2 separate regions of the Sus scrofa genome follow, and region 1 is linked to region 2. A link is a contact called in public Hi-C data. All regions are on one chromosome and are shown on one strand. Each heading gives the region's core, a stretch centred on a gene start, on an enhancer-like site or on the middle of the called end of the contact. The rest is flanking DNA. Distances are from core to core; before and after follow the strand shown.

Region 1 (2,700 bases), core at 43-2,542, 72 kb after region 2:
ATAGATAGCTGCAAAGCAGTCAGTTAGCATGCTCTCCTGAGCTTGAGATCAGGTCACAGACTCTTCTCTAACTCTTCCCAAAGCTGTACACCTGTATTTCTGACATGGGTATTGTAAAAGTGTGTGACAGATGAGTTAGAGGAGGCCACCGTTCCAAATGTCCCATTCAGGTTGCCCTTTAGTCCATGACAGTGTGTAGTCCCCTCAAATTGCTTCTTTTCTCCAGAGACAAAAGTCCAATGTGAAAGACCAATAGCTGGCACTAATTCCTTACGGAAGCCAGTTGATTTCTGTGGTTAGAACATGGACTTTAAAAAGGCAAATCTGGGAGTTCCTGTTGTGCCTCAGTGGGTTAAGAACCCAACATAGTGTCCACGAGGGTGCAGGTTTGATCCCTGGCCTTGCTTAGTGGGTTAGAGAGCCAGCATTGCCTCAAGCTGCAGCATATGTCATAGATGTGGCTCGGATCTGGCGCTGATGTGGCTGTGGCATAGATCAGCAGCTGCAGCTCGGATTTGACCCCTAGCCCGGGAACTTCCATGTGCAGCTGGTGCAGCCATAACAAGAAAAAATAAATAAAAGGCAAATTTTACTCAATGTAGATCATGGCCCGTTGTTACCTTGAGCAGGGAGCATGGCCTCTTTTGTCCTTGATCTCTCCATCTGTAAAATAAGCAGGATGGTTGTGACAATTGCCGATGATGTATTTTCAGGCACCTTGCTCGGTGTCTTAATGCTCAGCAAACCAGCCATTCTTTTTCTCCCCTGATAGTGACAGAAAACAAGACCCGATTCCTTTTAAAGGAGAAAAATCAACTCCAGACTCCTCTTGGTCCCTAAAGTAGTGGAATAACTTCCCAGTGTCGAGTCAGTCACCAGGCATGTGAACCAGAGCCAAGTGTGAACCATGGAGGAGATGGGAGAAGGGAGAAAGTTTCTCCTGGTGGGTATCAGCGATCTGGGTAGACTTCCAGGAGGAGAGCGGGCGGGGACAGAGGAAGGACAAAAGCCTCCTTCTCAGTCTTAGCCCAGAGCTCCCAAGAGCAATGGAAATGAAGCCAGAGGACAGTACAGACCTGTTTCACCAGTATGCAAATCGTGTAATGAAGCCCAAATGACTTAGCTAGAACCAGGGAGGCTCACCCCCGTCTGACCTGCTGGTTCAGCCCCAAGGGGGAGGGGGAGGAGGACGAGGAGGAGGAGCCAGCTGGAACTCAGACCTTTCTAAGGAGGTTTTGTTGGAATCCCATAGGACCCCAGTTTTGAAGCTCGGACCAGGAAGGAGAAGGGACTGCTCACTGGAGTGAATTCTGGGTGCCAGGGACTTTCACCCCCGGGGGCGGGGAACAGACACACACCCTTCTGGTGCAATCTCCATGTCTGCCACCCAGCAGTTCTATTTAGCAATTGGAAGAAAAACTTAGTCCCAGAAAGGGACTGAAAGATTATTCTTTTCTGGTGAAGGAGCTTATATTCTCCATGCCTGTGTCTTTCATTCAGTTTTGAACAGAATGGATGCTCACAGCAGTTTTTTTGTTTTGTCTTTTTAGGGCTGCATCTACAACATATAGAGGCTCCCAGACTTGGGGTCTAATTGGAGCTGTAGCTGCCAGCCTATGCCACAGCCACAGCCACAGCAACGTGGGATCTGAGCCGTGTCTGCGACCTACACCACAGCTCACGGCAGCGCTGCATCCTCAACCTACTGAGTGAGGCCAGGGATCGAACCTGCGACCCCATGGATGCTAGTCAGATTTGTTTCTGTTGAGTCACAGCAGGAACTCCCACTTTTTTTTTTTTTTTTTTTTTAAAGTGAACGAATCTGCTTATGTCATAGAGGAGAAAGCAGAAACTCAGAGAAGCAGAATGCCTTGGCCAGGTTCAGACAGCTAGTGTGTAACAGAGAGAAGATTCCAACCCAGTTTCTCTGATGGCAAGTTAGACACTTTCTACAGCAGCATCACACTGATGCTTAGGAAGTGGATTCTCTGGGCCCAGAGGCCTTCATACTGATGGGGAGGTAAGACCCAAAGAGGACAGGAGCTCAGGGCTGCTGACCCCCATGAGAGGTCAGCGTGATTGAGGCTTTCTGATTTTGTCCAGCTCTGCTCACCCCTTTCTGTGTGTGTGTGTGTGTGTGTGTGTGTGTGTGTTTTGTCTTTTTAGGGTTGAACTGGCAGCATATGGAGGCTCCCAAGCTAGGGGTCAAATCGGAGCTGTAGCTACCGGCCTACACCACAGCCACAGCAATGCTGGATCCAAGCCACCCACAGCTCACGGCAACACTAGATCCTTAACCCACTGAGCAATACCAGGGATCGAACCTGAAACCTCATGGTTACTAGTCAGGTTCGTTAACCACTGAGTCATGACAGGAACTCCTGCTCACCCTTTTTTAACCATGCTTTTCAGAGTACCTGGGGCTTTGGTGAAGCCCCTGCAGGAGTTTTGATTCTGGGAAAGATTCCTTCCTGTTTGTTCTAGGACAGCACATTGCACCCTTGGGGGCGGGAGGTTTGACTCTCCTGACCCCCAGAGCATCCCCAGGGGAGCAGGGCATTCCAGGAGCTCCTGACCCATCCTGGTGATGCCCTGGCCTCTGGCCTGGAGAGAGCAGCTCATGTGAGCTGGGCTACAAACTGGCAAAATCCCCTCCTTTCGGTGGTCAAGACCGGAGTGAGGTGGAGAATGTTGTTATCA
Region 2 (2,700 bases), core at 7-2,506:
ACCAGCCCACTTGTTCTACGCAGTCTGACTTGAGCTTCATTCAGCAGGCACCAAACTCTGTGTGCGGTACTGGGGAGAGGGTTTGGAGCTGATAATCTATAGAGCGGACTCATCTTTACTAACTATAACACCAAATCAGACTGTAATAGGTACTACAAGAGTGCTGCAAACCAAGTGCTGAAGGTGAAGTTAATTCTGTCCGGGGATCAAGAAAGGGCCCAGAGAGAAGGTGCTATTTCAGAGGATTCTAAAGCAAGAAAAGCATTTTGGTAGTTAGAGAAGGGATGGATGTGCAGAGACAGAGGGAGGCAGAGGCCAGGGTGTGGAGTGGGAAAGGACTATTGGAGAAAGGCCAAGTGGCTGGATCTAGGGATACTGAACCCTATAACAAGTCAGTAAAAAAAATCATGATCTAGAACATGATGGAAGATAGAAGGAAAGGTCCTTGCCTTGGAAATGTTTATGCTCTGTCTGGGGGAGAATTAATTCACATAGAAGACTGTGAAAGCACATGACAGCCTCTACTGCAAAGCGTTAGATTGCCCCCCAAGCTAGAGATATGCTAGCTCTGGGAGAGCTCTCCTGCTTCCCTGGACAGCTGCCCCCAACACTCAATACTGATACAAGCAGGCTGGGGGCCAGCCGAACTGGCAGGGATTTGGAGGGCTGGGAACTACAAGGAATAAAGTAAAGGTTAACACCTACACAGCATTTCCTATGTACCTAGCACGGTTCCAGGCGCGTCTATGGATTAGCTAATGACATCTTCATAATTACTCTATTTAGGAGAAAGTTATTATCTCCAGCTTACAGATGGGGAAACAGAGGCACCGAGCCACAGCCAGGATTCCAAGCCACAGGATCTAGTCCCAGAGCCAGTGCAGTCCTTTTCCTGTTCGGAGCCTCAGAATCTAGCCCAGTATCCAGTGCTGAGTGTTCAGATCTCAAAAAATAAACAAACAAACAAACAAAACAAACCCCCCCCAACAATTTATTTGAGTATTTTCAGGAGGAAACGATTCAAATCAAAACAAAGACTTGAAAGCCCCAAATATGTAAAGGAGGATAAAAGAGGAGAAACGCTTTTTTAGCTGTACAGCCTCAACGTTTGCCTGATCCAAGGCTGTTTCTTTTTATTTACATTTTTTTTTTCTCGTTTTGTGACAATTTAGTGTTTTTGAACGCTAGGGGCTCCCGGATTCTCTGGTTTGAAAGTAACTTTTCCTTTTAGGATTTTTTTTTTTTTTTTTTTTTGGAAGGGGGTGGGGGAAAATGTGGCCTTAATTATCCTACGTCTTAGGCTGCTTAAGGAAGGGGCTGTGCTTTCGGAATCCCTTCTGAGCCAAGTAAGGAGGTCCCTCTCTTTGCCTCTCTCTCTTTTTTAAAGGACCTCATGAAATAAAAGTGCCGAAAACAAACCCAGGCGATCACAGCGGCGGCGGCGGCGGCAGCAGCAGCAGCAGCAGCAGCAGCAGCAGCAGCAGGAGGAGGAGGAAAGTAGGAGTTGGGGCAGCGCTCCGAGGTGGCTGGGCTCCGCGCAGCTCCCATTCATTAAGCAACCAGCTGCGGAGGAAGGTGGCCGAGCGCCCGCGCTGCCCCCTCGCTGCTTTGCGCACGGACACGCCAGCTCCGCGCGTCCGGAGCAACGCAGCGCTGCAGAAGTTTCTGCTCGGGAGTTGACTCTCTTCCCCTTGGACTTTCGAACGATTCGGGGTTGAGACAGGAAAAGCGGAGGAGCACCAGGGAGCAGAAAGCACCACCGCCTGCCCTTGGAAGCGGGGCAGCGGGGCCGCACTCTCCCGCCGCGCCCGGAGAAGCCTCGGTCGGGAGGCGACCCCGGCGTCTGGGTGTGTGGCTGCAGTCGTGGGGCGTCTTGGCCAGCGCCATGCAAAACTACAAGTACGACAAGGCTATCGTCGCGGAGAGCAAGAACGGCGGCAGCCCGGCGCTCAATAACAACCCGAGGAAGGGCGGCAGCAAGCGGGTGCTGCTCATCTGCCTGGACCTCTTCTGCCTCTTCATGGGTGAGCCCAGCCCCTCTGTCCCCCCGGCCCTCAGCGCCCGTCCCAGCCCGGCCCGGGGCTGCGCGCGAAGCTCGGCGCTCGCTCCTGCGCGGGGCCCCGTCTCCCGGCCGCGCCGTGCTGCCCGTCCCGGGGGCCCCGCAGGCTTTTCCCCGCTCCCGGGTTCCCGCCCTCCCCGATCCTGCCGCCTCCCCGGCCTGTAAAGGAGTGTCGAGCGTGCTCTAGGCTTTCGCGGGCCACTTGGACACTCAATCTAAAAAGCTGCCTGCAGTTGGAAACGCAGGCAGAACCCCACGAAAGGTGAGGGCTTGTCCTCTTAGGAGAGGGAGGGGAAGTCGGTGGAACCAGGAGCCAGAGCCGGCGTAAAGCTGGTTGCCTTCCATCGAGTAAAACGGATCTCCTGGAGCGCCGGGCTCTTGCCTGGAGAGCGCTGCCTTCCCAGGGCCGAACGTAAACATCCAGCCTTTCCGCCGGGCTGCCTCGGCCCAGGACTTGCAAGCCGGCCTCTTCACTTGTTGCTCTCGTGAACGCCCTCCAGGGGTTGGGAGGGTGCTGTCTACCGGCTTGATGCAGAGTACCGATTCTGCAGACCCCTACTGTGTGCCAGGTGGTCGTTTTAACCAGCCGTCTCCCCGACTCGGTGCAGGAGGAGCGAGAAAGTTCATTTCACCGATGAGGA

The links. A called contact is a pair of places that touch in the nucleus more often than the background predicts.
Region 1: a contact with region 2 is called in a Hi-C map of liver, with 2.4 times the contacts expected there. The contact joins the enhancer-like site here to the promoter of PLPP3 in region 2. A contact is called at or near these places in 1 of 5 promoter capture datasets (skeletal muscle), 7 of 47 Hi-C or Micro-C datasets (liver, psoas muscle, retroperitoneal adipose tissue and 1 more) and 2 of 2 datasets of contacts at active chromatin or transcription factors (alveolar macrophages and skeletal muscle).

Annotation. Positions count from the first base shown.
Region 1 is chr6:155,871,584-155,874,283 of Sscrofa11.1, forward strand. All of the region lies in intron 4 of PLPP3 (phospholipid phosphatase 3), which reads left to right. Among named protein-coding and RNA genes, the nearest start is that of PLPP3, 72 kb to the left of the region's middle. Within about 2 kb of position 1,293, at least 22 of the 83 cell types and tissues checked have an H3K27ac peak or open chromatin away from gene starts, as enhancers often do. A contact at or near this core is called in alveolar macrophages and liver, where this site is marked.
Region 2 is chr6:155,799,584-155,802,283 of Sscrofa11.1, forward strand. It overlaps PLPP3 (phospholipid phosphatase 3), which reads left to right and starts at 1,257. Exons shown (of 6, transcript XM_003127971.6): 1 at 1,257-2,024. The coding sequence starts at 1,886.